Regions from separate parts of the Mus musculus genome. Here regions 2, 3, 4, 5, 6 and 7 are each linked to region 1. A link is a contact called in public HiChIP or PLAC-seq and promoter capture Hi-C data. All regions are on one chromosome and are shown on one strand. The core of a region is the stretch at or near the end of the contact, and the rest is flanking DNA. Distances in the headings are between cores, read along the strand shown. Region 1 holds the start of Kazald1 (Kazal-type serine peptidase inhibitor domain 1). Region 2 holds the start of Cnnm2 (cyclin M2). Region 3 holds the start of Borcs7 (BLOC-1 related complex subunit 7). Region 4 holds the start of Trim8 (tripartite motif-containing 8). Region 5 holds the start of Sufu (SUFU negative regulator of hedgehog signaling). Region 6 holds the start of 2310034G01Rik (RIKEN cDNA 2310034G01 gene). Region 7 holds the start of 4833438C02Rik (RIKEN cDNA 4833438C02 gene).

Region 1 (4,247 bases), core at 711-3,210:
AAGCACCTGGAGACAGGAGTAGCTAGGCTTTCAAACTGCCCTATGCGAACAAACTCCTTTCTAAAATATTATTATTGGGTCAGAGATACTGCTCGGTGACAACAGTTCTGGCTTAACTCTAAAAGTCCCGGGTTTAATCATCAGCAACGCAAGACTACTGTAAGAACGTTTTCAAAGTATAGACAGTATGCATTGTCACGAGTCGCAGCTGCTGCAAACCCACCAGAGGGCGCTCGTTCTCCGTCGAGTTAATCCCTAGCCTCTCATTAGTGACTGCATCTTTCAGAACCAGGGAGTCTTTCACTTTTAAAGCACAAATGCTTCCCAAGAACTTCCTTAGCAGTCGGTCTCGGGCGGGGGGTGGGGGTGGGGGTGGGGAGTACAGAGACAGAAGACACAGTGATTCCTACTAGAGGCGCGAAGACTAACAGTAAACGCCGGCAACGATTAAGATGGAAAGCGTGTCTAGGACCCTGACGCTGGGGATTTTGATAGTGGCTCCTAGGGCTGAAAGCTCACAGTTCCTCATTTAGACCTGGACAGCTCCCACTCTACATCGGGCAACGATCACCGCCCCCAGTTACAGCTAGGGACCTCCCCTAGAGTGTCTCCATTCCTCCACCAGGCAAGCCCTCCTCGCGCCTTTTCCAAAACATCCTGCAATTCTCGCTTCACTTCTGCTCCCAGGCCAACAGTTAACGCGTCCTCCAACCAAGGGATTGCCTAGCACCACCATCGGAATCTGCCTGCCCTCGTTCTTTCCTGGCTTAAAAGCCGCGGGCTTTTCCTTTTCTAGCTTGCCGTTGGGATTCTCGCGACAATCCCGAAACCTCGCGTGAAATTCGCTTCCCGTCTCCTCGGAGTTTGGGATTGCCTGTGTACAGCTCTCTTCTACCTTGTCGGAACCCCTCTGATCAGAGGCAGCGTCTCTGCTGACTGAACGCTCCTTTGAGGAGGGCTCGGCCAAAGTCAGAACTGCGCGGTGACTGCAGTGCTTCTTCCTCGCAGGGTAGAGCGGAGCCGCCGCAGGCCGCGGACGCACGCGCAGTCAGAACCTCTGACGCCTTCTGGGCGGGGCCTATATAAGCCCCACCCTTCCCTTGCCTAAAAGCCCGGTTTCCTTCTGCTCCTCCTCCTCCTAGGAGCTTGGATTGCGGTTTTTGGAAGCTGTTTGGGGGCCGGCGGGGGCGGGGCCTGCCATTCTCGGGGTGGTGGGCGGGCCTCCGGGGATGCTTTGCTTCCTGCCCCTAACCCAAAAGTGCCACCGTGGCGTTGGCGGAGGTCTCCAGACTGAACACTTTTGGCCCCGACATGCTCGAATTTTGCAACCTGTAATCCGGAGCCCAGAGACGCCCTATGGGGAGTCACCCGCCGGCCTTGCTGCGGCCGCTAGTCAGTTCCGACCTCTAATCACCAGGCTCCTCCGCGGGTTCAAGCACCTGCCCTATATTGGGAGGGAGGTAGCCAGATGTGGATGGCAGCTGGAAAAGCTTATAGTCTAGTCTGCGCCCCAGTGGAGAGACTGGGTGAACACAGCTGCAAACCGTGCCCAGAGGAAGCTGGCCCCGAGCCTGGCCTCCAGAAACGCCCATAGTGTTGAAGTCAATTTTACATTGAGTAAAATTTCTTAGCCTTTCCTTCTTTCTATATTGTAGCTGTTTGCCGCTCTCCAGACCTAAATCAGATGAGACAGGACCTGAGGCTCAGCCAACAGTTTGAGCTCCTCGGCCATTCCACCCCTATTCTCTTCTCATAGCCTTTGCTTTCCCAGTGGCGGCGTCTGGTTACGCGGCTCTGTACACTCATTGTGACTTTGGGCTAGGGTCGAAGTGAAAGGCCCAGGAGGGTCCTTGTGAGACTGGATAAAATTATCGGCCTCGGGGCCAGGGAAGAAGGCGGGTATTCGACATCTGGGGGCGGGGAGAAGAGGCGGAGGAGTTTCTCTTTGAATCTTAAGTCTGTGGGCTGCCAGCGATCCCCTGACAGAAGCAGGGGTGGCCTGCGGGTCTGGCTGGCCGTGCATGCGACTCTTCGTTCCCTACCGTTTTTTTTTTTTTTTTTTTTTTAGGTTGGAAATCCCAGCTGTTAAGGGCCTAGTCCAAGGCACTAGGTGAGTCGCTGGTATGTCCCCAGCACCATCACCCCAACCTGAAGTTTTTACATCAAGTGTAGTTTTATCTATCTCTGGGGCAAAGATGCATCAGAGTTGGGTGGTTTCTGGAGGTGATGCTGGTGTGTGTGTGCGCGCGCGCGTGCATATATGTATGCATGTGTGTGTGTGTATACGCGTATGTCTGTGTATGGGTGTGTGCATCCCTGCATGGGTGTTAGTGATCATTCCCCGATACACTCTCTCTTTATTCCCTAGTCCCCAAGACCAGCTTAATCAATTACCAACTGGCATAAACCCCTGGGAATCACCAGGCTTCTTTGTTAGGGCTTCTAGTTGGCTACAGGGTAGCAGAGGATAGAATCAAGCTTTTATACAGCCTTGACTTTATCTCTGACCTCCAGACCTGGCTTCCCTCTCCTGGCAGGGTGCCACCTACGCGCCGATGCCCCGAGTGTTCACAGGGCTTCCAGCTAACTATGCTGCACCTACCTTGGCGCTGTCCTTGCTACTACCATTATTGCTGGTGGTGTGGACCCAGCTACCCGTTAGCGCGAGGCCGTCCACAGGCCCCGATTACCTGCGGCGAGGCTGGCTGCGGCTGCTAGCCGAGGGCGAGGGTTGTGCTCCCTGCCGGCCAGAAGAGTGCGCTGCGCCGCGGGGATGCCTAGCAGGCCGGGTGCGGGATGCGTGCGGCTGCTGCTGGGAATGCGCAAACCTGGAGGGCCAGCTCTGCGATCTGGACCCCAGCGCTAACTTCTACGGGCGCTGCGGCGAGCAGCTCGAGTGCAGGCTGGACGCGGGCGGTGACCTGAGTCGAGGAGAGGTGCCGGAGCCGCTGTGTGTCTGCCGCTCGCAGCGCCCGCTCTGTGGTTCGGACGGCCGAACCTACGCGCAGATCTGTCGCCTGCAGGAGGCCGCCCGCGCTCGGCTGGACGCTAACCTCACTGTGGTGCATCCGGGGCCCTGCGAATCGGGTACGCAAGTCCAGGGCTTTTAGTACCAGGAACCCTGGCTCCCCAAAGGCACTACTCCCGGATCCCCGACAGCGTTGCTCTGTGGTCAGCAGAATGAATAGTTGAGGGAGACCATGAGCCTCAAAGGCTGCCAACTAAAAAGCAGGTTGAGATTTGTTGCCAGGTTTGAGGTGCCTAAGAGCTCTATCCAGGCAGGTCCTTGCAGGGACTGGCCTCCGAAGGAACAGGCACATAGCCAATAGCTGGGTCTGAACTGAAAGGACCCCCCTTCACCCAAAACTTTGCGTAGACTGCTGGAGCCCTGTGAGATGCATCCTGTTAACCCTGGCTCCCGCCTATCAGTTTTCTCACGCATTTAGGAATTAGAGAAGGGAAGATAGCTTCTTGCCTCTCTTGTCCCTCATCCTTTGGGTTGGGGTTGGGGATGTTCAAGCTTGTGGTTTTCGTTTGGCCACCCACACTTCCTCAGCTTTTACCTACTCTATAGTCTGGCTAGGCTGGAGTTGCAGTGGAAATAAATGCACTAGCAGGGGCGGGGGGGGGGGTCCCAACAGTTTTCTGCCGTGCAACAAGGAGGTTTCAGGTTCCCCTGCTGCGGTGTTTTTCCCACCTCCTCCCTCTCGGAGCCCAGATCCTGTCGTATTCTCACGACATTTGGAATGTGGCTGCTCTTCAAGCCTTTGGGAACTGGGCCTAGTTAGAAAAGGGGGAAGGAGGGAGGGAGGTGTTGGTTACACGACCCGCAGGAAAGGGGCCCTTGGGTAGAATGAGGGCAGCGGAGCAGTCCAGGACAGAGCATGTTTATCTAGCTAAGCTGTGGGTCTGTAGGCAACGTCTGTGTAATGGACACTGCTCTCTGTGCCTGTGCACCTCCGAACTTGGCTGTTGTGCCCTTGTGTGCATCCCCCCTACTTTTGTACGTCTCCTGGCTTGTGGCATATTTTGTTTGCAGATGCATGTTGCCCTTGGCATGCTTTGTGTCCCGCTCCCAACATATCCACATCAATTTGTAAATTGTGTCCTCCCCGAGCTGGATACAGCCTCCTGTTCTCAAGCCTCATATTTCCATCCCCCTGCCCCAGAGCCCCAGATCCTGTCGCAGCCTCACAATATTTGGAATGTGACCGGACAGGATGTGATCTTTGGCTGTGAGGTGTTTG
Region 2 (4,247 bases), core at 748-3,247, 1.7 Mb after region 1:
AAGTAGGGGAAAAATCCCCCAGACACCAGAGGGCTAGGACTAGAGTTGACCATTTACTTAAAATAATCAAAGTAAAAGCTTCTTTATTTCTTTAACACTTTTTATATCATGTTTTGAATATCTATAGGTGTGTTCTAGGGTGAACTGATATAACAGTGTACAAAAATTCTAGAGAGGACAGATTATCAACCAAATGAGTAATTTACACATGGTATTAGTAAATGATCTTTGCTTTGAAGAAAAATAAGGGAGAGATGGAGTCTGGTGGCTTTGAGCAAAGCCTTTAAACAGGGCTATGTTGGCATCTGAAAGAAGTTGAGTCCCATCCACAGGACATGGCACATGCGAAGACGCCAGGAAGATCCCCTGGCAGTGACTGAGAAAATGACAGAGCCTGGTTGGGGCAGAGCTTGCAGAACCTTGTAGGCGATGAGAGCACTCTGGCTTTTGTCAGGAGATGAGGAGTTAGGGGAGGGCTCAAATATGGGAGCAATGGGCCCTGGGTTGACAAGTCATTAGTTGGAAGGTCAGGGGAATGGTTGAGGACAAGCATAAAAGAAGACAGAATTGCGGCCGGGCGTGGTGGCGCACGCCTTTAATCCCAGCACTCGGGAGGCAGAGGCAGGCGGATTTCTGAGTTCAAGGTCAGCCTGGTCTACAAAGTGAGCTCCAGGACAGCCAGGGCTATACAGAGAAACCCTGTAAACAACAACAAAACAAAACAAAACAACAAAAAAAAAAAAAAAAAAAAAAGAGAGAATTGCGAGGATACCGCTGAAATGAGCCCAGAAATCACTCGTCCTGGAAATTATAAAAAACACTGTGGGTGTTCACAAAAAAGGAAGAGTATTGTGTTTATGGAATACAAAGTAAGATCAGGAAAAACATTTTAAAACGCGCTTCAGTTGGGAGGCAGAAAGTTCAGTTTGGGAGCTACTGTGCTACCGCATCTAGTCTGATGCAATGGACTTGAGAGTCCTGGTGAGCTGTGCTCCACAATGAATCTTCTCCGGAGCTAACAGCGTTTGACCTGTGCATTTCATAATAAGCTTTCATGGGCCTTCTCAGGTTGCTCTCCCCTTCCTATTTCCCCAAATTGCCTGGGTGCACGTTAAAAAACAAAACAAAACAAAACAAAACAAAACCAAAAATAGGGTCCATCTCATTCTGTGATTATAGCAGGACTACAGGAGAATCCCTGTGATGACAAAGTTTGGGAAGCTGACCACACTTTGAGAGGTTTGTTGAGAGCTAGAAAACAGCAAAGGTCGTCCGTGAGGGCCGGCAGGTGGCGCCACATGATCGTGAGCAGCTGAGGGCTCACAGAGTCACGGAGACCGCAGGTCCTCGGCGTTGCTAGGGCCACCCTGTCACCGCGAATCTCCAGAGGAACCGCATGCAGGGGTAGTGGGCTGGGGGGCTTGACTAGTATCCCGATTTGGTTTTAGGCTATGTGCATCGTAAGCTGTCTCCAGTCCGGCTCTGGTGCTCCCAGGGAAGGAGGGCTCAGCCCATTCTGCGGCGACACGGAGCCCCGTGGAGCCCGCAAGTCCCTGCAGCAAGGACCCGAGGCCTCGCGCCTCAGGGCAGTATTGCAGGGCTGCCAAGCCGCGCGCGAGGATCTACTACAGAGACCCCACAGGGAGCGCCGCACCCGCGGACCGCTCCCTTTCATTGGCCGCCTGGAGGAAGACCACGCCCCCATCCCTACAGCGCTCATCTTTGACTGGCTCTTGCATCCGGGATGGCCACGCCTCCTCCCCGCGCATACACAAGAGTCACGCGCCTTTCAGTTGGAAACTTGGCATGCAGAGGAGGACAGTGGCCCTCATCTCCCCGCCCACCTCCCGTGCCATTGGTGCGGCACGCCGACTGCGACCACGCCCCCATTCCAGCCCCCTGGCTGGGAAGGCGGGCACCCGCTCTTGATTGGCTGGCAGACCTGCCTCTCGCGGGAGAGGCTAGCACGCCCCTCCCTCCGCTCCCTCCTCCCTCGAGCCCGGGGGTTCCTCAGCTGGCTCAGTCCGAATCAGTGTCATTCAGAGAGAAGGACAGCTAAGGGCTGGGCGCGAACGCGCGGTTGCAGTCCTGCTCGGGCGCCGGTGCCTGCGCTCGCGCCGCCGGGTGGGAAGGATGAAGCCTCAGCTGGAGCAGCCACCCTATGATTGGCTGTGGCGCTTGTGAACCCGAAGTAAAGATGGCGGGCGGGCAGGCAGCCGCCGCACTGCCCACTTGGAAGATGGCGGCGCGCCGCAGCCTCAGTGCCCGCGGCCGGGGGGTCCTGCAAGCAGCTGCGGGCCGGCTGCTGCCGCTGCTACTGCTGAGCTGCTGCTGGGGAGCGGGCGGCTGCACAGCGGCCGGCGAGAACGAGGAGACCGTGATCATCGGGCTGCGGCTGGAGGATACGAACGACGTGTCGTTCATGGAAGGGGGTGCTCTGCGGGTGAGCGAGCGGACCCGGGTCAAGCTGCGGGTGTACGGGCAGAACATCAACAACGAGACGTGGTCCCGCATCGCCTTCACTGAGCACGAGCGGCGCCGGCACACACCCAGCGAGCGTGGGCTGGGGGGCCCCGCGCCTCCGGAGCCGGACAGCGGCCCCCAGCGCTGCGGCATCCGCACCTCAGACATCATCATCTTGCCCCACATCATTCTCAATCGCCGCACATCGGGCATCATCGAGATCGAGATTAAACCGCTGCGCAAGATGGAGAAGAGCAAGTCTTATTACCTGTGCACGTCTCTCTCCACGCCCGCACTAGGCGCCGGCGGCTCCGGGTCTGCGAGTGGCACCGTCGGGGGCAAGGGTGGCGCGGGGGTGGCCGGACTCCCGCCTCCTCCGTGGGCCGAGACCACCTGGATTTACCACGACGGTGAGGACACCAAGATGATAGTGGGCGAGGAGAAGAAGTTCTTGCTGCCCTTCTGGCTGCAAGTGATCTTCATCTCGCTGCTGCTGTGCCTGTCGGGCATGTTCAGCGGCCTCAACCTGGGGCTCATGGCTCTGGACCCGATGGAGCTGCGCATCGTGCAAAACTGCGGCACGGAGAAAGAGAAGAATTATGCCAAGCGCATCGAGCCGGTGCGCAGGCAGGGCAACTACCTGCTGTGCTCGCTGCTGCTGGGCAACGTACTGGTCAACACCACGCTCACCATCCTGCTGGACGACATTGCGGGCTCAGGCCTTGTGGCGGTGGTGGTCTCCACCATTGGCATCGTCATCTTCGGAGAAATCGTGCCCCAAGCCATCTGCTCCCGACACGGCCTGGCGGTAGGGGCCAACACCATCTTCCTCACCAAGTTTTTCATGATGATGACATTCCCCGCTTCTTATCCGGTTAGCAAACTGCTGGACTGCGTCCTGGGCCAGGAGATAGGCACGGTCTATAACCGGGAAAAACTGCTGGAGATGCTCCGGGTTACTGACCCCTATAACGACCTCGTTAAGGAAGAGCTGAACATCATCCAAGGGGCGCTGGAGCTCCGCACCAAGACGGTGGAGGACGTGATGACTCCCCTCAGGGACTGCTTCATGATAACCGGCGAGGCTATCCTGGACTTCAACACCATGTCGGAGATCATGGAGAGTGGCTACACTCGAATCCCGGTGTTCGAGGGAGAACGTTCCAACATCGTGGACCTGCTCTTTGTCAAAGACTTGGCCTTCGTGGATCCGGATGACTGTACTCCCTTGAAAACCATCACCAAGTTTTACAATCACCCTTTGCACTTCGTTTTCAACGACACCAAGTTGGACGCTATGCTGGAAGAATTTAAGAAAGGTGGGCAATTTTGCTTTTTTTTTTTTTTTTTTTTTAAATTGGCTTGCTCTTTCTGTCTCCGTCCTCCTCCCTCCTTGAACCCTCTACCCCTGAGACCAACCCCCCAAGGAGAGTTGACCGGATTTTCTCCCTTTCTTAATTGCAAATTTGAAAGGATGGCATGGACTTGGGGACGGATTGAACTCGTGAGCACTTCTAGGTTTAAAAGCCCAAAACTGCCATTACTTTTTCACACCATCAAAAAACAGGCTTTGTAATTCCAGTGTTTGAAATTTGACCCTCTAGGGGCCATCTACTTCATTCATTCATTGTAGGTGAAAGAAAGTACAGACCGGCTCGCTTACATCTGATCACAGACATTTGGAAAATATTTAAGTAGCCTTAAAAAAACTCAGTGCAGTCCTCCTCTTTTTTTTTTTTTGTTTGTTTGTTTTCTTCTTCTTTTTCCTTAAACATCCATGCTGA
Region 3 (4,247 bases), core at 757-3,256, 1.6 Mb after region 1:
TAAAAACTAACGAAGAGACATCTTATTCAGCGGTACTAACAATAGCCTGGGAGAATTAAAATATGAAGTTAGTGTTAAGCTATGACATTAAAGCCAGCAAGTTAGTAATACTAGATAAAGGACTGTGCATAACGAGGTAAATCATGTGTCAAGTTTTTTAAAAAGAATAAACAGTAGCTGGAAAGATGGCTCAATGGATAAGAGCAAACATTGCTGTTGCAGAAGCCCAGAGTTTGATTCCCAGCACCCAACCCTTTATGAATAGCTTGCAACCACCTGAGCTCCAGGGTATCTGATGCTGCCTTGGGACCTCTGAGGGCACCTGCAGGCATGTGCACAAACCACTCCCCCTCCCCCAACACACACATAAAAATGCACACAAGTAAAAATAAATTGCCAGGTGGTGGTGGCAAATGCCTTTAATCCTAACACTTAAGAGGCAGAGGCAAGAGGATCTCTATGAGTTCAAGGCCAGCCTGGTCTAGAGAGTGAGTTCCAGGATAGCCAGGGCTACATAGAGAGACTCTGTTTTGAACATAAATAAATAAAAGTAAAAAATTGAAGATGGAGACATGACTCAGTGGTTAAGAGCACTGACAGCTCTTCTAGAGGTCCTGGGTTCACTTTCTTGCACCCACACTGGAGAGCTCACATAGGTCTGTAACTTTGATTGCACAGATCAAACACCCTCTTCTGGCCTTCAAAGGCACACGCGTCCACATGGTACACAAACAGATAGGCAGGCACATACTTATAAATAAAATAAAAATAAGAAATAAACTATAAGTAAACAAATGTACAGAAAGCAGAGCTGACCTACAGTAAAATTTTGTTTGAATTTTTTTTCTTTTTCCTCTTTTTTAAAGATTTATTTATTTTATTTAGGTGAGTACACGGTAGCTGCCTTCAGATGCACCAGAAGAGGACATCAGATCCCATTACAGATGGTTGTGAGCCACCATGTGGTTGCTGGGAATTGAACTCAGGACCTCTGGAAGTGCAGTCAGTGAGCCATCCTCCAGCCCAAGAATTTTCTTGGATGAACTTTTTTTTTTTAACCAACCTCTACAGACTCTCAATTTAGGATTTTCAAGTTCCTATTGCTATCCACTTCTTTCAGAGGTCCCAGTGTACATCATTTGACTCCATTGCTTTGGGATTATGGCACCACAGTGCACCATGTGGTGGAGGGTTGTTCACTCCAAGGTCGGGATGGAAAGAGAGACAAAAAGGGACCAGGATCACAATATCCCTTCAAAGGGTATACTCCAGGGACCTAACATCATAGTAGGACTTGCTTCCAAAGTAATTATAAGCAGAGTTTTAATTAAAAGGCTATTCATAAATACAAACTACTAATGATTAAAAAAAAAAAAAAAAGCCAGGTGGTGGTGGCACACATAGATGGATCTCCGTGAGTTTGAGGCCAGCCTAGTCTACAGTCAGGACTACACAGAGAAACCCTGTCTTGAAAACACATACGCACACACACACAGAATTTAATGATGTTGACATTTCTTTACCTTAGTCATTTGAATTTCATTTTCTTTGGCCTGTGCCCTTTGCTAATTTCAATAAAATATGTTAGAATTGAACAGGGTCTCTATTTTATTTTATAGATATTTTATTTTATAGATGTGGTCTCATGTATCACAGGTCGGCCTCCACTTGCTATACAGCCAAGAAAGACCCTGAACTTCTGACAGAGTTGTATTAATGTGCCTAGGTAACGCAGTGCTGGCCCTAAAACAGATAACAGAAGACACAGGGGTTGAGTAATTTGTAGCCACATCACTCCTTGGGATGCTATCCAGATCTTCTGACTCTAAACTAGAGATTCACCTAAATTATATTCTATCCCCTCCAGGGTAGCCTGCCTAAACGGTATCCTCCTTCCATGTCCATCAACTGAACATTTTAAGTAATTTTAGTAAGCAGTTTGAGCTAAGCGCATGCGGTCCTTCCTCTTCGCACGATTGGACGGTTGCGTCTCTTTTGGCCCCAGGGACTCGCCGTCGTCCGGCTGCGGGTGATCGCTAGTTGAGGTGATGGCGACTGGGACGCCGGATTCGCAAGCCCGATTTGGTCAGTCCGTGAAGGGGCTTCTCACGGAGAAGGTGAACACCTGTGGCACCGATGTAATCGCGCTCACCAAGCAGGTGCTGAAAGGCTCGCGGAGCTCCGAGGTGAGCGGGGCGTGGGCTCCCCGGGCCCAGTCCTCCTCCCAGCGCTGGCTCCGGGAGAGGCGGCGCATTGCATCCTGGGGAGTGTAGGCTTTTGGCCCAGGCGCGTGTTGCATTCTGGGTGAGTTTCTTCAGTTTAGGTTGAATGCTTGTAGTTGGAAGAGATGATGGGTGGGAAGGGGAGAAGCACAGGCGGGCAGATGAGCTGCGGCTCCTACACAGTGCCTGTTTGTGTTCATGGGCGTCTGTAGTGAACATCAGTCGCTTTTCGAATCTCGGCTTGGCGATGGCCTCAACTTCCAAGATTTCTTACACCTCTCTCTTTGTGGGTTTATTCTTTATATTTCTGGCCAAGCTCTTCACTGTTTCCTAGACAAGCTTTTTCTTTTGCCCTACCATCTCCTCCCCCTTTCTCCATCCTCCATCCGATTCTATGAATGGAATGATTTGATGACACGTACACGCTGCTTGTTGAGGTCGTTATCTGCCCTAGAGAAACCGTGTGCCCACACAAAGACACGTACATGTTCATACACTTTTCCTCATGAGACAACTCACACGCTCATGGACAGGTAAACGGGCATATGAGATGCAATGACCTCGTCTTTGGTATGTATTTACTAATGGAAAATTAAACGTATGGCGGTGCCTAATGGGCACACCTTAGTCTGAGCTCTCAAGAGACCTGGGATACAGAAGGGACTGCTTAGAAAACTTCCAATTTCACCTTCCTTAGTAACCCCTACCTTAGTAACCCTTCGGCAAGTGGTTACCGTTTCCAACTTAGTTTTCATAGGAACGGCACCTGCTTTCCTATGTAGTTGCAATAATGACACACTATGTTCTCAGGCCTTTGGATCTGTGCATGGATGTTCACAACATCTGACTTATATTACTTTAAACCTGCAGTGTAGCAAGAGCTGGCTTTCACTGACAGTGGCTGCAAAACAAAATAAAAATCCCATTACAAGAAGTGCTCGCCCTTACTGTATAACAGCTGTTGACATTGCTGACCTGATGATCTCTGGTGACATGTTTTGCATGTGGTCCCATCTGACACGTTGCTTTTAGGAATCTGTGTCAGGGGAAAGTTTGAAGAAATTAAAGAATTGTTATATTGCTTTTTTTTTTGCAGATATAAATTATGCAAATCATGGTTTCACCATTTGACACTTTATCATGGTTGCACAGAGTTCCTGGGTCGTTTTTTGTTGGCAGTCAAGTTGACTTTCCTTTCTTTTTTTTTTTTTTTTTTTTTTTGCTATTTCTAGATTCTGTTTCTTTTGTAGAAAGTGTATGTGTATGTAAAATGTTGCATACATCATACAAATGTGCACACACATTCTTCTAGATAAACAAATTGGGGGAAGAAATGCTATAAATAGGCTTAAACTTTTTAAAGGTGGGTTTGGGGCCAGCAAAATAGCTCAGCAAGACAAAGTGTGTGCTACCAAGCTGGACCATCCAAGTTTCTGTCCGAAACTGGGACCCATATGGTGGAAAGAAAAAAAAAACCAAACTTTGAAAAGTTATCATCAAGCTTCCACAAGTGTGGAAGCCATGGTACACACATCCTTTTCTCTCCTCCACAGATTAAGTAAATAAATGCAATTAAACTTTTTTTTTTTAAAGCCAAGTATAGTAGCACATGTCCTTAATCCCCGCAATTGGGAGGAAGAAGCAGGCAGAGCTCTGTGAGTTTGGTCTACAGAGTGAGTTCTAGCTTAGCCAGCCTGGCTGTCCTGAAACTCACTCTGTAGACCAGGCTGGCCTCAAACTCAGAAATCTGCCTGCCTCTGCCTCCCGAGTGCTGGGATTAAAGGTGTGCGCCACCACGCCTGGCAAGAGATGGTATTATATTTAAATCTAGTATATATTGAACATCATAATGAATTTACCTTTGCATGGTACTAGTTGGACACGCTACCAAAAAAATCACTGCCACCATTGGTTGCCCCTGAAGTAGCCCATTCCTTCCCGTTCCTCATCGTTCTATGTGTCTCTCACACAGGCATCTTCTCCTATCGGAGAGTTTGAGTGTGAGCCCATTAAACAGCATGGATT
Region 4 (4,247 bases), core at 671-3,170, 1.4 Mb after region 1:
CCCAGAAAAAAAAAATGGTCCCACAGCCTGGCAGCATTATTGCCGTTTTAAGGAGCTGGGCTAGAGCCCCTCCCTCATCACCCAATGTTTAATGTACCGAAGTTAGTGCAAGTCACGTGAGAGCACGAAGTTCGCCACGCCTCAAAGAGGAGGGGTCTCGCCTTAGGGACCAATAGCCTAAGCCGTTTCAGGAACAGCCCTAATTCCAGACAGGGGAAAGGGGCGGGGCCAAGAATCAAAGCATCTGTAACAGCACTTCCGGAAAGTACGCCCCTCCCCTCCCCCCTCCCCGTTTATTTCGCTCGTACCGGGTGGGCTGAGCCAGCGGGTGCTGATTAAAGGCGCCGCCTGCCGCTTTCTCCTCGCCTCCCCCCCCCAACGCCCGTCTCCCCGCCCCCTTTCCGAGTAGCGGGACCAGCCTTGATGTAGGGACACCCCTTCCCCCCTCCTCTTCTATCGCCCTTATCCGGGAGCCCCGAGCGCCGCAATCCTCCTGCCTTCTCCCGCCCCCATCTTGCCCTCTTCACTCTGCTTCGAACCCATTGTATGCGGGGCAGCTGCGAACCGGGGCCGGAGACAGTGTGCCCAGTGTGCCCCGTCAGTGGGTCCCGCGGGCCGAGGCTCTCCCCCACCCGTGCTGCTCCAGGCAGAGGCGAGAGAGGCCCTTCCTCGCTGCGCTGGTGGCGGGGACCGGCGGGCCGCACCCCCAACCCCAGCGTGAGCCCCTAGTGTCCCTTCTTAGAGGGAAGAAAGCGGAGAGACCTGAGACAGAAAAAAAGCAGCTTCTAACTGCCCGGCCCGCTGATCATTTTTATTATCGAGATTATTATTAAAAGGGGGCGGGACCCCAGGATGCGGAGAAGGGGGCCAGAGACGCAGCTATTTCTATTAAACAGATTATTCTTGAAATAATACACGCAAGATGGCTGAAGGTGGCTGTGATGAGTGTTCGGGCTGGGGGGTGGTTTCTTCCTCTCCCCCCTTTTTTTTTCTTTTTTCTTTCTTTTTTTTTTCTTTTTTTTTTTTTTTTTTTTTGATCTAAGGATAAAGCTCTGAAGCGACAGCCGCAGCGGAGACCCTGCCCGGAGTGCCCGCCCTCCCCTCACTTGAGAAGCTGCGGGAGGACAAACGGACCCACGGACAGAGCGACGGGCGCGGGCCCGCCCCGGACGCGTCTCCCGGGCAGCGCTGGGGGCAGCAGGCGCTCGTCGTTCTGCCGACTTCTTCCAATTTTAATCTTTTTAAAAGATTTTTTTTTTTTTTTTGGAAAGGATCGGGATGGGTGGAGCAGAGGTAGAGAGAAATCAAGACTTGGCATTTTTCTCCTTCTCTCTCTCCTAATTTGTTGGAGACCACCAGCCCTCCCCTTGGAGGAAAAAAAAAATCCCACCAAAGGGAGGGTGGAAAAGCGAGCTACAGGACCCTCAAGCGCGCGCCCGGACCCCCAGTCCCCACCGCGGCCGCTGGGAGCTCAAGATGGCTGGGCGCTGAGGACGCACCCGGCCCGGCTGGCTCGGCCTGGCCCCGCCGCCGCCGCCGCAGGCTGGCTCCGACCGCAGCCCGGAGCCTTCCAGGCCGGAGCAGAGGCCGAGAAGAAAAGAAAGTGGGGGGGAGGGGTGGGGTGGGGGGGCGAAGGGGGAGGGCCGGGCGGGGGGAGGGGAGGGCCGGGAGCCGAGCCTCCTGTTCATTAGCAGTTGAGAAAAATTCCTTTCTAGTTTGATCAATCCTTGTTTTCCTCAGCGCAGGCGAGGCGCCCGCCCAGTGCGGGGACAGGGAGTGGGGTCTCTCCGCGGCGGGGGCGCCCTGCGCGGGGCCTCCAGGGAGCGCAGAAGTAGCGACGAGGGGGTCAGGCCGGAGCACCTCCCGGGCTTCTCCCTCCCTCCCTCCCTCCCTCCCTCCCTCCCTCCCTCTCTGGTTGCCTTTTTTTTTTTTTTTTTTTTTCCACTTCTCTCCCTCCCCCTTCCGTTTCTATTTGTGAAGGGAGGAGGAAGGCAGAGGCGGGCTGGTGTCTCTGGCCGGGGACTGGAATTTCATCTGAATGACTGCCCCAGCGCGCACGCAGCGCCCCGGAGTCGGCCCGCCCGCGCCCTGCCACCCGCAGCCGGCCGGCCAGCTGGGGGACGCCTGCGCCACGGCCCGGGGACCGCTGGCGCGCCTTGCTCGCCGGCTCCGGCTCTAGCCAGCCTCGGCGCGGCCGAACTAGCTTCCCGTGCCCCCTCGGACCTCGGCCGGGATCCAGGCGAGGAAGGCGCGGCTCGCACCAGCCAGAAGGTAGCCACTGTCGCCGCCAAAGGAAGAGTGCGGCTCCCCCGCTCGGTGCGCCGCGGGGCGCGCCCCGATGTCAGCCGCGGGGCCGAGCGCAGGCCGTGGGCCGCCGCTGCCCTAGCCGCGCTGCCCCGGAGGCGGCCTGTTATATGGAATTTGGACCACAGCGCTCTCCTCCAGGGCTGGTGCCCGGGCCGCGGCCCTGGCGCAGCCCGCCGCCTCCCGCTAGCCACTCGCCAGGAGGAGGAGACGCAGCCGGCGGCGCGCGCGGCGCGAGGACCCAGGCTCCCTCCTCTGGGGGGCGGGCACGCGGAAGGCGCTGGTGACTGAGCGACTGGCGCGGCCGGCGGGGACCGGAGCTCCGGGCTCGGTGGGTCCCCAGCTGTACCAGACGGATCCCCAGGGTTGGGGACTTAGAGAGGTCTACCCGGGCCCCCTGCCCGCAGCCGCCATGGCGGAGAATTGGAAGAACTGCTTTGAGGAGGAGCTCATCTGCCCCATCTGCCTGCACGTTTTCGTGGAACCGGTGCAGCTGCCATGCAAACATAACTTCTGCCGGGGCTGCATCGGCGAGGCTTGGGCCAAGGACAGTGGCCTTGTGCGCTGCCCGGAGTGCAACCAGGCCTACAATCAGAAGCCGGGCCTGGAGAAGAACCTGAAGCTCACCAACATCGTGGAGAAGTTCAACGCCCTGCACGTGGAGAAGCCGCCGACGGCACTGCACTGCGTGTTCTGTCGCCGCGGCCCCCCGCTGCCGGCACAGAAGGTCTGCCTGCGCTGCGAGGCTCCCTGCTGCCAGTCTCACGTGCAGACGCACCTGCAGCAGCCCTCCACCGCCCGCGGGCACCTCCTGGTGGAGGCGGACGACGTGCGGGCCTGGAGCTGCCCGCAGCACAACGCCTACCGCCTGTACCACTGCGAGGCCGAGCAGGTGGCTGTGTGCCAGTACTGCTGCTACTACAGCGGCGCGCATCAGGGACACTCGGTGTGTGACGTGGAGATACGGAGGAATGAGATACGGGCAAGTACACTGAACGCGTGCGAACACACGCACACGCACACACACACACACACACGACTTGGGAGCCACCCATCCGCACAAGCTGACTCTCGTGACATTAGCCTAGAGGCCCTCTTCCAAACTCTTCCGTAAAAGTTTGGGGGGCAAGGTCCTGGGGGAAAGGCCCTGGCTGCTGGATGCATTCTCGCACCTGCGCCCTTAAGATCTCTCCTTCAGTCATTTATGGAATTGGGGGGAGGCTGTTAGAAGTAGTTTGGAGTGTTGCTTTTCTGTTTTGCGCAGTTTCCCCCCCCCGCCCCCCGCATTGTTTCTGTAAGCTCTACGGGAAGTCACCAAGGCAGTGACCCCGGTCCTGCTTCTCCAGCTGCTGTTTATGTAATGAGTGTCCTGGTGCCGCTGCTGTGGCTGACATGATCCATGATGCTGGCATACCAATGAGGAAGTAAACAAAGCAGCCATGTTAGTTTTCAGCTCTACTGGAAACACTCTGGGGGTTGGGGGGAGCTTCCGGAGATAGAGAAGAACTCTGGCATCTAGCTGGGCAAGGCCTGGGTGTCCAGAGGAGTCCCCGACTGTCGGCTCTTCTAATCCGTCCTAGTAGACGCTCCCCAGGCTAAAGCTGCTCTCTCTATACTTGAATGCTGCCTGCGCCTGGCATGAACAAACCTTAAAGTATGTGACTTCTTCACCCTGGGCTCTTTCCTCCCAGCCCTGCCCTCTTACACGGCCCTCCCACATTTAGGGAGGGGACGGGGAAGACGGAAAAAGAGTCCTGTGGGTTTAAGGTTGAGCCGCGTTGAAATCTGGTTTCAGGCAGCTGGCTCCCCTGGGCTGCCGGCTGGGTGATTACGAACCGCACCCCCTCCCATTGTATACACCCTACTGCAGCAGCCAATGTCAAAACCGCCTTCCCCCTCTTAGGCCTCTGGGCCTGGCTAGGGAACTGGAGTGGGGCATACTT
Region 5 (4,247 bases), core at 536-3,035, 1.3 Mb after region 1:
CAGCCATCGCCTTCCGCACCCTGAGTTGCCGAGCCAATCCCTACAGCTCTACTGCACGGCACCGCCCCTTACAGAAGGGAAACACTATGGCGACCGGAAGAGCGACAAGCGCCGGAGCCAATGACTGCGGAGTGCTGTTCTAATCCGGCAAGGCCCAAAGGCGGGACCAATAGGCTAAGATAGACAGCAAGAGTAGCCAATTGAGTGATGGAAAACCAGAGCGAAGGCGGGTGTCGGGCTCTAAGAGAACGGTTAAGGCCCCCTGAGCCAAGGGTCCACGGACCCTTCCCGGGCTACAGCTCTTTCCTTTGTCTACCCTCAAATTCTCCATTACACGGATGTTGGCTGGCCGCCCTGCCTTCAAACTATGGATGTGAGGAGGACGCGGGCGGCGGCAGCTGAACCCGCCTGACAGGCCGAGCCAGTGACAAAGAGCTGGCGGCCTAGGCTGAAACCGCGGAAACAATCCTTCCTGGAGGAGAACACAGTCCCTTTAAAGATAGGAAAGATGCTACTCACGTTGTCGATCACAACAGGCTGGTTGGCGATCACATCGTAGGACTCCATGGCAGAGGAATCTTTCCCTCCGAGGAAGGAACTGCCAGCCCGGTCCGCAGCAAACGCCACTGACACGCATGCGCAGTCTAGTCGCCGGTACTGGGCATCCAGGGAGCCGCCCGACCTCGCCTCGGAGGAACTACAATCCCCAGCATTCTTTGCCCCAGGGCTTGCGCTCCAAACCGGGTCCCAGCCCGATCGGATTTAGGAGATTGGACAGTGTATTTCCTACACATGGTGGGGTCTGTAGTGTTTGTAGATTAAAGAGCCACAGTGTTGATGATTATCTTGCATGACTGGATTTGAGATCCCTTCGAAGGGGTTTCCAGTACACTCTTAAATTTTGGAGTCTGAAGTACTTGTGAGTAGTTGGGTTTGGATTTGTCAGTACTTCAGGGGCGGTTGAATTTTACAGAGTAGTTCTATCTCTCAGCCATTCCTTCACTTGGGCAATACAAACCATTAATAAACATCTGTCGCTCAGTGGTAGAATGCTTGCCCAACACATATCCCAGCAGCACCGGGAGTGGTGCTGGAAGCCTTTAATCCCACCTCTTTCGAGGCTAGTCTGGTTTACAGAGTTCCAGGACAGCGAGGGGCTATAGAGAAAAACCCTGTCCCGAAAAACAAAAAAATGAAACAAAAAGCAAAACAAGACAAAACCCATGAAGCAAAAGCCAATGGAGGTTATAAAAAAATACCTGTACGTTGGATGCCACAAAACCACGGGCCTAAAATATCATCTAAAGGTTTAGAAATTGTTTTATTATTTTTCTTGACCTTGATGGATGACAACATCCAGGCGAAGAGAAAGAATAGGTAAATTTTTTTTAAAACAGCCAGGCATTTTCCCCAGGCACATTTCGAGTTACCCTTTTTGTCAATAGTTCCAAGAAATATTAGAGTTGTAACATTAATAATAATGACATACTGTCTAATGAATTAGTTGTCAAGCTTATCTTAAAATTGTGTATTAGTAAAACAATATTAAGCGCTTCTTAGTAGTTGTGTAGAGCTTTCATAGGACCCTGGCGCCTCAAGGTACCAAGTCTCTGTTCTAAACTGGGTTCCTCCTAACACTAGGGGGAGGCCAAGATCCTTGGGACGCTCCCAACCCAGGGGCAGGGAGGCGGAGTCTATTGTCAAGTCACGCCTTCCCCACTTGTGACTGGCAAAGACACTAGCCAATAGGTGTCAGGAAAGGGCACGCTGACGCCCCGCCCCTTGGAGCTCCCCGCGGTCCCACAGCATCCTCTGGCCGACGTCTTGAAGGCTCCGGCTTGGGCGGACGGAGCCTCGTGCGCAGGCGCGGAGTTAGACCTCGCCGTAGCCCCCATCGCCTCGGGGAGTCTCATCCACAGTGGGTCCGCTGGCCCATAGGGGCGCTTTCCCTCCTCTACCCTCCCGGGTTCTCCGCGCGCCCTACGCGCCCCAATGGCGGAGCTGCGGCCTAGCGTCGCCCCCGGTCCCGCCGCGCCCCCGGCCTCTGGCCCTAGTGCCCCTCCGGCCTTTGCTTCACTCTTTCCCCCGGGACTGCACGCCATCTACGGAGAGTGTCGCCGCCTCTACCCTGACCAGCCGAACCCGCTCCAGGTTACCGCTATCGTCAAGTACTGGTATGCTCTGGGCCTCGGGAGGACGGGGTCCGGCCGGGAAAGCTTCGAACACCCGGGACGAAGTAATTTGCAGAAGGGGGAGGAAGAAAACGGTTTAAGTACTGGGGAACCAGGAGCTTCCTGGTGCTGTGGAAGGAGTTAGGACAGAAGTTGGGAATGGGGACAAAGGGTTAATGGATCCCTTGAGTAGTGAGGGGTTAACCCGGATTAGGACAACCGAGAACTGGGGGTGTATACAGAAGCGGAGGGGGGACTGTAAGAGCGAACTGTAAACGTGGAGAAAGGAGGGGGCGCCTGTGGTGGGTCATTAGTGGGCTTGGGGGAGCCAGGGGGCGGCTGGGGTGGGATGGGGGGGGGAGTGAGGCGGGGCCTGGAGAGCATTTGAGAGGGCTTTGGAGGGCACAAGACCGCGTAGTCTAGGGCGGTCCGGGAACCAGGACGCCCCTGTGGGTTAGGAGGGAGCAAGATGAGGGCATTGTGCCTTTGATGAGGGAAGAGTTGAGGAGAGGCCTTCTTTCAGTCTTCTTTCGGGACCTTCCCGAGCGCAGGAGCTTCTGTCATTCAGTGCGAAGCTGTTGCTCTTGAAGTTTGACAGAGCAGCTCTTCCAGATAAACTTTTTGCTTACTCTGCACAGTTCTCTTTCTCTCTGCAGAGCTTGCTTCTGGCTTTGCAGCTGCTTTAGCTTTAGGACGTTAGTTAAGAACAGGTTTCGGGAGAGCCAAGCATTAGCTCGGGATTGAAGGGGATCATAGCTCGCCACCAGGTGCGTGACAGAGACCTGAGTGGGCAGGAGGAATGAAGAAGCGCATTCTGTCTTGTCTTCGTGATTTCAGCCGAAGTTTAAAGATGCCCTGTAAAAGATCAGTTTCCAAATGGGCTGGCTGTCTTTGGGGGTAGAAATGGCACTTTCTCGTCTCCTATTCTTTTTTGCATCCTGTTTCTTCAGTCAGCCTTCAGACAAAACAGGTGTTATGAGACAAGTCCTTGTGGTCTTTCTGAACCAAAAATAGATTCAGAGGTGGCCACATTCAGGCAGGCAGTCGTTGTATTGTATGATCCTGAAAAGTTCCTTGCCTTGGGGTATTGGCAAATGGTGGTCCTGAAGTGAGGGATGCCTTTGCAGGTTACACACCCTTTAAAGCTGAATCTTTTTCCTATGTGGCATCCTCTTATTGCCTCTGGAGATGGGAGATGGGCTGTAGAGAGCTGAGGTTACCCCCCCCCCCCGTGTGTCACTGGGATAATAATGCAAAGGAAACTGACAGCCAGGAGGGTCTGGGGACCAGCCTGTCCGGGTAGCCAGGAGCCATGCTGGCAAGGCATCTGTGCAGGGCAGCCTAGTTCCTGGCTGACTAGTGTTTTGAAGATTGCTTCTGAGTGGGTAGTGGCTCTTGCTAACTTAATCACCCATTTCAATGGCACCTCTGTATTAGTTGTGATGAACTTGTCCCATGTCATGAGAAAAACGGGGCTGACCTTGCCATACTGTTTGCTCTGATCTTGTTTAAGTGTGAGGGAAAGTCCCTGTGCAGAATAGGGGGCACCTGGTTTTATGTCACCTACATGGTCATCAAGACAGAGTTGCCTGTTAGAGGTATGGAAGCAAAGACCAAGGGTAGTTATACTATTTTCTTTCTGTTATAAGCTTTCAGTGAGGCTGTATCCCCAGAAGTAGACCAGAATGTGGTAACAAATGAAAAGGCATGTACAACACTTTGTGAAGTAAGAAATGCTACCTAGATGCAGGAATCTAAGAGGAACCAGCTTAGGAACTGGTTCTTTCTAAGACTCAAAGGGAGTTGCAGAATTGAGATACTGAAGTTTATTCCTATCCCTCATGTGTAGGATCTTACCAGCCCCTTCAGTTCTCACAGCAGTATGACTGACTAAACTGCTTGGGTCTGGTTATGGGCTTTCTTTGGGGGTTTGAGGGGTAGCATTTTAGCTAGTGGTCCCTGACCACCAGGAAAACTCTGGCTGTTTGATAGTTGAGATAGCCGAGCAAGACAGAATCAAAGTAGGGAGGCAGAGCCTGGTGTCTTGTCCTGCAACTAACTACCCTATAGAGAGAA
Region 6 (4,247 bases), core at 650-3,149, 1.3 Mb after region 1:
TTACAAAATGTAAAATCGTACACACACACACACACACACACACACACACACACAGGGTCTGGCTCTGTATCCTCCCTCCTAACTCTGATTCCCAAGTCCTAGGGTTAAGGGATGCTCTACTAAGCCCATCAACAACACTACATTGAAATACTGAAAATTTCAGCTGTATTTATGGAAAAAAAAAAAAAAAAGACTAGTCAGATGTGATACCCATGTATGACCCCTGTAGGCTTGAGAGGGCAAACCTACTCCATCTTGGGACTGGCCTCCATCTTAAAGAAAAAAAAAAAAAAAGCCTGAGAACTTGACCTACAGCAGAACCCAAGCTACTCCCAAGTACCAGGAAGGACCCCACAGCTTGTCCTTAGCCCATACCCCAGAGTTACCGCTCCCTAGCTACTTCTTAGCAACAGTTAACCAAAGATTAATATGATTATTTCAAATGTACTTTCAGACCTTTGGTCTTGTTTCAGAACACCCACCTGTCAGCTTACAATAGACATTCAGTTAGATATTGCCAGGTTTGGGACACTCTCACCTACTCCCATTTCCTATAAAACCTTGTCCTGCTGAGGGTTCCAGGCTGCTCTGCCTTCTCTTCCTGTCCTGCTGTAAGGGTTGGGTTGGGGGAGAACCCAAGCCCAAGCTTGTAATAAAGAGATAAGAGCCCCAAGTGCTATTACATCAGAAACGGCTCCTAGGTGGTCTTTGGGAGTTCGTGAATGCTTTCTGGCACAACAGGCTCGGGCAGGAGTATTGCAACCAGTTTGAGGTCAGTCAGTAAAATAGCAAGACCTTTATCTGAAAATTAATTAATTAAAGATTTAACATAAACTGGGAATAAAGGCTAAGCATGGTGGTGCACACCTTTAATCCCAGCACTTGGGAGGCAGAGGCAGGCAGATTTCTGAGTTCGAGGCCAGCCAGGTCCACACAGTGAGTTCCAGGACAGTTAGGGCTACACAGAGAAACCCTGTCTCGAAAAAACCAAAAAAAAAAAAAAAAAAAAAAAAAAAAAAAGACAGCCTGGTCTAGAGAGTTAGTTCCAGGACAGCCAGGGGTAGAGAGAGAAACCCTGTCTGGAAAAAACAAAAGAACGAAAACGAATGACATTCCTTTGAACACCTAACTTTATGTGTTTTACAGATGTGATAGCTAAGGGGTTCAGAAAGGCTAAGGACGACACACGGCTAGAAAAATGTCAGAACTAGCTCTAAACCTAGCTTACAGGAGACATTTCCCACACTCCAGAACTATCATAGGCCTTCAGATGACGTTTGGATAGTAAGTCCAGGCAGGCGATTCTAGAAGATTGTCCACTGCATACTGTAGAGCTGCTGCTTAAGAGCAGGCCCAGGGGTCAGGCTACATACAGAGTAAAGACTTTAATCACACAGATGGCAAAATGCCCGCTTCTTTATCTTGTATTGGATGCTGGACGTCGCTCATTTATTTACTTCCGTTTCCAAGCTGGGAATTGCTTGGCTCCCTCAGCTTTGTAAAGAGGGGAGTTGTGGTGCAAGGGAGAGAAAAAGGCGAGTGGGACCCACACGGAGGGCTAAGAAGGGAGAGAGATGCTGCTTTCGCTTCAAGACCCTCTGGACCGAACACCTTTCTCTCCCAGCACGGTTCAGCAATAACTCCAGGGAAATCAAAAGCAGGGACGGCGAGCGGGGATCGACAGACTCGCAGGCGCGCTGAGATGCTCATCTTGGTCCTTGCTTTTTCTTGAGGCGGCCACGCTGCACCGCCTCCGGAGCGGCCGGGCTGTCCCCGCTGTCCCCATCGTCGCCACTGGCTGGCTTGCGCATTACGTGCCGGGCCACCTTGTATTCGGGCTCGCCCACACGCGGCACAGCCCGCACCAAGAACTGGCCGCCGCGCTTGGTGACGCGCACGTCGGTGCGTGGGTAGGTGCCGTAGACGCGCCGCAAGTCGCGGCGCACGGCGTCCGGCAGCGGTAGGGGCGGACCCCGCATGCGCTCCACGCGGCCCCAGCGCAGTTGCAGCTGCAGGCTGCTGCCCTCCGGCCACGCAGCGTCGCGCCCGGGCTGGGATGGCGCGGACACGGCGGAGGCGGGGAACGACGAGCCGGGGGCCGCGGCATCCGGCGGTGGGAAGGCCCACCAGGGCAGCGTGGAAGAGGCCAGGGCCGCGCCTGCACCATGGAAGCAGTGGAGTTCTCGCGGGGCCGTGCTCAGGCCCACCGGCCGGCTGCAGAAGTTGTGGGTCTGGATAGGTGGCAGCAGCAGAGGGGCGGGCAGGTAGGTGTAGGTGAGAGTCTGCAGCCGAGGCCAGACGCCCTCCCTGGGCGGCAGGCAGACGTAAGAATACATGACCTAGAACTCAGATGGCGGGCATTTTTACTGGGTCCAGACCTGTGATGGATGGGTATGGATATATAATTCATAATAAGCACGTGTCACTGGTCCCCCAGCTCTTGCCTGAGTTTCGTGTGACTGCCTGATGGCTTTGAGAAACCTTTCCTGGGTCAGGGGTTCTGCTCCCCTCCTCCTCATCAGATATTCCCGGGCCGGGGATGTAGGTCTGTCAATACAGAAACAGACATGCACAAACACCTGTGTTCGGTCCCCAGCACCACATAAGCGGGTGTGGTAGATCCTGCCTGTAATCCCATGACTCCTAGAGTAGAGGCAGCAAGACCAGGCCTTCAGGTCATCCTGTTTCAGAACAGCCTGGGCTACAGGAGACCCTAACAATCTGTTCGCATTCCTTTTAGGCTCCGCCCCACAGTTACCTGGCAACAGCCAGGTATGCCTGACTCATTATAAAAGGGACTGCTTGCCCCTCTCCTCACTGTCTTGCTGGCTCTGTGGATCTCTTCCCATTCCCCTCTCCCTCTCCCCATTCCTCCCTCTCCCCATCTCTCCCCCCCCCCGCCTTTATCTCCCTCAACTCCCCTCCCCATGCTCTATATATGGCTGGTACCTCTGGGGGAAGGGATGCCATAGCATGGGCCCACCATACCGCTCCTCTCCCAAACATATCCCTGGCTTCATATATATATGTATGGCACGACACAGTTGCTCTCCAGGCTTCTGAGCCCCCAGCCCTTGTTATCTTTCCCCTTGTAACCATCCATTCACTTGCCTCCTTCAGCCTCATGGGATTGTTCTCCAGTCTTTGGGAGAGGCAGAACCGTCCAGAATAAAGCTTCTTCCCACTGCTTTTCAGTGCTGTTTTCCCCTTCCATGCCCAGCCCGAGCCACACCTCCCTGTTACTAGGCAGAGAGAAACACCTTGAGCTGGCTTGGAGCCACCAGTCTGTCCACAGCTTCAACTGCCTGAGCTCACAGATGGCACTCCCTAGAATACTGAACACTTCCCAACGATTTCTAATCAGGTCCCTGCGGTTACCTACATGGTGACTCTCCAGCCGCCTGCAACTCCACTTTCAGGGGGGGGTCTGATCTCCGAGGGCTCCTACACATATGCAGTGCACAGATTCCTGGAAGCAAACTTAGGGATAAAATGACTATCGAGTCGTTAAAAGAGCATTCTGGGTGACATAAAACCAGTGTAATTACTTCAAACATGAAAGAGGTCCAGAGTCCTACTGATGCCATCCAGGAAACACCACTCACCACTTGGCTTTAGAGATGGAGGGAGTACCGAGAGCAAGGAGTACAGGCAGTGTCTGGAAATCGGAAAGCATGAGGCAATAGATTAAACCACAGAAGCTGCAGAGGGGAACTGAGTCCAGCCAACACCTTCCTGGTTAGCCAGTGGGACCCATTTCAGACTTCCAGTTTCCCACAACTGTTAGGTTTGTCTTACACCCTTGGGCTTTCAGTTTATATACCACCAAAAGGACATAATGTTTGTAACTTTGCCCTCTAACCAGCACCCGAGAAATATCCAGGATTACCCATGAGTTCATCTCACCCCATCAGGACTGGTCATCCTTTCTACCTGTTTGTACTTCCTCAAGGAATCTAGTCTTACCTGGTTGGTGAACAGGCTCACCCCAGACCCAGCTCAAGCCAGAACTGAGAAGGCAAAGAGCCTATGTGTTACATTGGTGCCTTCATGCTTCTCTGGTCTGGGGAGTTTTTAGGTACAATGAAGGATCAAGCTGTGGGGTGGTATTTCTTCATCCCGATTCTAGAAATGCTACACTTTCGTCTTTTCAAAACAGTTAACTTAATTTCATGTGTATGTGTGTGTGCCTGAGTGTATGTCTGTCCACTAGGTGTGTGCAGGAGCCCTCAGAGGTCAGAAAAGGG
Region 7 (4,247 bases), core at 1,015-3,514, 1.2 Mb after region 1:
TAGTCACCTCCTAAACAACAGGGCCAGTTGTGGGAGAGTCCAGGGAGAGCCTGTGCTGCACTCCAGACCCAAGGGAGGAGGATTCAGGAACAGAGATGCACTGCACACAGCCCCTACAGAGAAAGCTGACTTAGAGGCCCAGAAAGAGCCCATGGCAGCGACTCTTGTCCTGACCTTGTCAGTGGAGGTATGCAGGGGGAAGGCAGCGAAATGTCATTTTCAGGGAGACTTTCTAAAATGATTTTATTTCTTATTTGTCACCACGTGGGTTTGGGGTTTGGGGGATGAGTAGTCAAGAATTGAAGGGTGTGCACCTGAATTCGGTCTCCCAGAAGGCGAGGAGAGAGCCAGGGGACCCTGGTGTGATCGTTTCGGACACTTGTGAGCCGTCCCACGTGGATCCTGGAAGAATCTTCCTGGATGCAGGAAGAGCAGGAGTGCTTCGGCGCTGAGAGGTCTCCAGAGCCTCCCACCCACTTTATGATGGTAACAGCTGGCCCTCACCCATGCAAAGCACACCGCTGGCAATTTTCCACAGAAGAGGAAGTTTGAAAGGCACTTTGGACAGATTTGCGTGCATGTGTGTTGAGACAGGGTGGTGTGAAACTTAGGATCTGTCTTGGTTTCAAGAAAGCTGGGACTGCAGGTGAATTTCGCCACGCCCAGTTGGATGCCTTTCAAGTCAAATAGTTGGGACATCTGTGGTGGATGAACGAGGCCTAAGACTCCCAGGCAAACATCTTTCTTCTCTTCCTTCTTCTTTTCTTCCCCCAGCACATTGATTCTCCAACGAGTCATCCTAAAAGCCTTGGCCCTTGTGAACCCGCCACTTACAGAATAAACATCAGTTGTCTCTTCCTGAAGCCCGGAAACTAAGACAGTTGACCCCAGAGTTTCCTTGCGGCTCCAGAAAGGCCGCTAGATGGCGATCTGGAGCTGACCGCAAGATCTGACTCCTTCCTCTTCCCCTTCCCAGCTAGGAGGTCCCTCTCTGGGAGGGTTACTGGAGTGTTGGGACTGACCCGGTTTCCTGTGTCTCAGAGATAGCCAACCTCTGGGCACAGCAAGAGCCAAGTGGCCCACTGGACTCCGTAACGGTCCCGGGCAAGCCTGGAAGAGTGCAGAGATCTGAGCCGCGCCCTGCGCTGGGTCCGTCGTCCCGCCTCGCTGGTCCCTAGCAGAACTGGAGCTGGGTGACACCCCGCGGCCAGTCCTGGGCGAGCCTTCCCCGAAAGGGGCGCGCCTGCGTTGCTCCGGGTTGGCTACAAGAGTCCTGGAGTTAAACTTTCAACCAATAAAAAAGGGCATGGGGAGTGACGCACGGGATCGTCACGGGAATTCCCCCCCTCGGGGGGCCGAAAGGGGCTTTCCCGGCTGGAGCCCTTTGGCTGGAGAGGAGCAACGACCGGTCCGGGGAAGGGCTCGGAAAGAAGTCGGAACCAGAGCCGCCACCACGGTGAGTGGCCGGGTTCAGATCCCTGAGTGTCTAGGGAATGGAGAGGGAGGGAAGGAGGACTTTAGATGACAGGCTGGGGCTGGACGCCACCTCCAGTGAGCGCGCACAGGAACAGGACACTTTGCTACACATCAGCGACACGTCTGCCTGCCCTTAGCTTGCCTGTGCACAGCCGGCCGGTGTGAGCCCCGCACACGCACTCACAGCGCACCCGTGCACCGGCGCCTGCGCACGGACATCCAGACGTGCACGGACGTGTGCCCACACTGGGCAGTACAAGGACTCACCTGTGTGGATGAACGTTCACTTGCACGTGCCATGATGCCACCACTCACCCGGCACACAAGACATTAGGGCTGAAACGCATATTCCTGCAACGGACACATGCGCGTTACACTGGCTTTGGGATTGGAGTCGCCAGGGAGGGCGGGATGCTCCCGTTTGACCGGCCACCGGGAGCAGGTGCAGCGGGAGAATCCGGGAAGCTAAGACGGAATCGCTAGAGACCGTGGAGGGGGAAACTCCTCCCCCCCACACACACCCTGAGGCCCGAATCATATTCTCTGGTCAGAGCCCCGGAGGCCCCACTGGAAGAACCCCCGCCTACGGGCCATTCGGAAAAGGGGCCTCCGACGGCAGGAATGTCCCCACAAAAGCCCCTGGGTGAATCAGCCGTGTCCTCCACGCTGGCTGAAAATCCCAAGTTTGCTCCAGGCTGCGGAGAGGGGGCGAGGCGGCTAGGCCCCGACTGAGCCCCAGGGGCTACAGAGGCTGCCCGGGAACCAGGAACCGCCTGGGCCTCCCGCCCCTCCCGCTGCGGGGGCGTGGCCCCGGCGTCATTTCCAGGCCCGCCCCCTCCGGCTCCGCCTCCCCCTGGTATTTTCGGGACTTTCCTAAGCAGCACTAACTTTCTGCCCCTTTCCCGGGCCAGCCCCGCTCCGGATCTCGACCTCCACCGGATCTTACCCGCCACGCCCGGACGGGCGGCTGGAGGAGATCGGACCCTCCCCCAGATCTGAGCCCCCCTCCCCTACCCATCCCTCTCCCCCTGCCCACCCCTATCCTGATATCTTTCACTCTTCCCCCTCCCACGCCTCTCTTCACCTTAGGCGGGCGTCCGAAACTCTGGAAAGCTGAACCGGGGCCCGAAGCCGCAAGACACAGCAGGGCCTAGCCCAGAGATATGGACAATTGCTACGATCCAGTGAGTCACACTGCCTGACCCTGAGGGCGGCGGGTGCCCTCTGTGTCTGCTTGTCAATTGGACGCTCCTCCACTCCCCTACTTCTGCACTGTCTTCAAATTGTCTTAGTCTGCCAGTCTGTGCTGTCTGCAAACCCTGCCCAGAAATGAGCTTCCTCATAGCTTGAGGAGGAGTCCAGGGAGTGACTGCAGAGGGCTTGGGAGGGGGTGGTTGGGGGGACCCTTGATTCAGCTGCCACCTTCTCTGTCTATAACGCAGGGCCTGGATGGCATCCCCGAATATGATGATTTTGAATTCAGCCCCTCCATCGTGGAGCCTAAGGATCCAGCCCCTGAGACAGGTCAGTAAGTCTTTGGCCTCGCAGTATCTCAGAACCTAGAGGAGAGTGAGCATGTCCCCTGGAGGCCCCACTGAGGGATGGTCTCAGAGATCCTGGCTCAGCAAGGCCCCTCTATTTCCAGCTGATGGCCCCTATCTGGTGATTGTGGAACAGCCCAAACAGGTGAGTGAGTGACAGAGAGTGGTGGCTTCACCTTTGGGGAAAAGGTGGGGCGGGGGGGGGGAGGGTAGTTATACCTACTGATCAGATTAAATAGCTTGCTGCTGATATGTTGGGGGCTTATGAGAAGGAGGTACACTTTTGGTCACTGTGGTCAGTGATGGCTAGTGGTTGCCTTGTGGGGATGACGGGGGGGGGGGGGGGGTTGCCTCTCCTGATCACAATGTCTCTGCTATGGAACCTTCAGCGAGGCTTCAGATTTCGATATGGCTGTGAAGGCCCCTCCCATGGAGGTTTGCCAGGTGCCTCCAGTGAGAAGGGCCGGAAGACCTATCCTACTGTCAAGGTGAGCTCAGATGACACCGGAGGGTAGGGATGGTGTATGGGGCAACTACTGACTATCCTTTGCCATTCTCAGATCTGTAACTATGAGGGACCGGCCAAGATTGAGGTGGACCTGGTGACACACAGTGACCCACCTCGTGCGCATGCCCACAGTCTGGTGGGCAAGCAGTGTTCAGAGTTGGGAGTGTGCGCTGTGTCTGTAGGACCCAAGGACATGACTGCTCAGTAGGTGGCCCTGGCCCCTGGCCCCCAGTGGGATGCTCATTGCCTGCCAGCCTTAGGTCTCATCTCAGGCCACCTGTGTGACTAGCACACAAAGTGGGAAGATTTACTTTGGCCCAGGAACCTCAGAGCTCAACTATAAAGAGCAGTTTCCTTGGAGAACAGAGCCAGGATGAGCCTGACCATGGGGGGTGGAGCGTGGGGGTGGAGGTGCCTCAGGAGGAAAGAGCCTCATGGTCAAAGAGGACAAAGCCTCCTCCTTGTCCTCTCCAGATTTAATAATCTGGGTGTCCTGCATGTAACCAAGAAGAACATGATGGAGATTATGATCCAGAAACTTCAGAGGCAGCGTCTCCGCTCCAAGCCTCAGGGCCTTACAGGTATGGTAACAAAAGGTGTTCCGAGAGGTGTTCCTAGAGGAGCCGGGAAGAGCAGCCCAGAGCTCACACCACCCACATTGTCCATCCAGAGGCTGAGCGGCGGGAGCTAGAGCAGGAGGCCAAGGAGCTGAAGAAAGTCAT

What was found. Promoter capture Hi-C pulls out the DNA fragments that hold promoters and counts their contacts. HiChIP or PLAC-seq counts read pairs in DNA pulled down with a chosen protein or histone mark.
Region 2: a contact with region 1 is called in a promoter capture Hi-C map of pre-B cells, with 5 times the contacts expected there. The contact joins the promoter of Cnnm2 here to the promoter of Kazald1 in region 1. A contact is called at or near these places in 1 of 39 promoter capture datasets (pre-B cells) and 1 of 115 datasets of contacts at active chromatin or transcription factors (pancreatic cancer cells).
Region 3: a contact with region 1 is called in a promoter capture Hi-C map of pre-B cells, with 4 times the contacts expected there. The contact joins the promoter of Borcs7 here to the promoter of Kazald1 in region 1. A contact is called at or near these places in 1 of 39 promoter capture datasets (pre-B cells) and 1 of 115 datasets of contacts at active chromatin or transcription factors (astrocytes).
Region 4: a contact with region 1 is called in a promoter capture Hi-C map of pre-B cells, with 4 times the contacts expected there. The contact joins the promoter of Trim8 here to the promoter of Kazald1 in region 1. A contact is called at or near these places in 2 of 39 promoter capture datasets (liver and pre-B cells), 1 of 115 datasets of contacts at active chromatin or transcription factors (pancreatic cancer cells) and 1 of 9 other capture datasets (adipose tissue).
Region 5: a promoter capture Hi-C map of pre-B cells shows a contact between it and region 1, with 4 times the contacts expected there. The contact joins the promoter of Sufu here to the promoter of Kazald1 in region 1. A contact is called at or near these places in 5 of 39 promoter capture datasets (the 3T3-L1 cell line, the C10 cell line, liver and 1 more) and 1 of 115 datasets of contacts at active chromatin or transcription factors (large pre-B cells).
Region 6: a FOXA1 HiChIP or PLAC-seq map of pancreatic cancer cells shows a contact between it and region 1. The contact joins the promoter of 2310034G01Rik here to the promoter of Kazald1 in region 1. A contact is called at or near these places in 4 of 39 promoter capture datasets (the C10 cell line, liver and pre-B cells) and 3 of 115 datasets of contacts at active chromatin or transcription factors (embryonic hindbrain, large pre-B cells and pancreatic cancer cells).
Region 7: a promoter capture Hi-C map of pre-B cells shows a contact between it and region 1, with 4 times the contacts expected there. The contact joins the promoter of 4833438C02Rik here to the promoter of Kazald1 in region 1. A contact is called at or near these places in 1 of 39 promoter capture datasets (pre-B cells) and 1 of 115 datasets of contacts at active chromatin or transcription factors (regulatory T cell precursor).

Annotation. Positions count from the first base shown.
Region 1 is chr19:45,074,127-45,078,373 of GRCm38.p6, forward strand. It overlaps Kazald1 (Kazal-type serine peptidase inhibitor domain 1), which reads left to right and starts at 1,961. Exons shown (of 5, transcript NM_178929.5): 1 at 1,961-2,110; 2 at 2,538-3,087; 3 at 4,170-4,247. The coding sequence starts at 2,556. Gm35782 (a long non-coding RNA gene) reads right to left here and starts at 983. Exons shown (of 4, transcript XR_877888.1): 1 at 896-983.
Region 2 is chr19:46,759,612-46,763,858 of GRCm38.p6, forward strand. It overlaps Cnnm2 (cyclin M2), which reads left to right and starts at 1,998. Exons shown (of 8, transcript NM_033569.3): 1 at 1,998-3,782. The coding sequence starts at 2,162.
Region 3 is chr19:46,687,900-46,692,146 of GRCm38.p6, forward strand. Borcs7 (BLOC-1 related complex subunit 7) reads left to right here and starts at 2,007. Exons shown (of 5, transcript NM_025563.3): 1 at 2,007-2,186. The coding sequence starts at 2,049.
Region 4 is chr19:46,499,728-46,503,974 of GRCm38.p6, forward strand. It overlaps Trim8 (tripartite motif-containing 8), which reads left to right and starts at 1,921. Exons shown (of 6, transcript NM_053100.2): 1 at 1,921-3,286. The coding sequence starts at 2,717.
Region 5 is chr19:46,395,111-46,399,357 of GRCm38.p6, forward strand. Sufu (SUFU negative regulator of hedgehog signaling) reads left to right here and starts at 1,786. Exons shown (of 12, transcript NM_001025391.2): 1 at 1,786-2,174. The coding sequence starts at 1,993. It overlaps Actr1a (ARP1 actin-related protein 1A, centractin alpha), which reads right to left and starts at 631. Exons shown (of 11, transcript NM_016860.2): 1 at 520-631. The coding sequence starts at 567.
Region 6 is chr19:46,347,089-46,351,335 of GRCm38.p6, forward strand. 2310034G01Rik (RIKEN cDNA 2310034G01 gene) reads right to left here and starts at 1,900. Exons shown (of 1, transcript NR_040418.1): 1 at 1,113-1,900.
Region 7 is chr19:46,303,365-46,307,611 of GRCm38.p6, forward strand. It overlaps 4833438C02Rik (RIKEN cDNA 4833438C02 gene), which reads right to left and starts at 2,265. Exons shown (of 3, transcript NR_152248.1): 1 at 1,998-2,265; 2 at 1,744-1,827; 3 at 221-1,486. It overlaps Nfkb2 (nuclear factor of kappa light polypeptide gene enhancer in B cells 2, p49/p100), which reads left to right and starts at 2,331. Exons shown (of 22, transcript NM_019408.3): 1 at 2,331-2,660; 2 at 2,919-3,000; 3 at 3,122-3,162; 4 at 3,407-3,505; 5 at 3,578-3,729; 6 at 4,000-4,106; 7 at 4,196-4,247. The coding sequence starts at 2,640.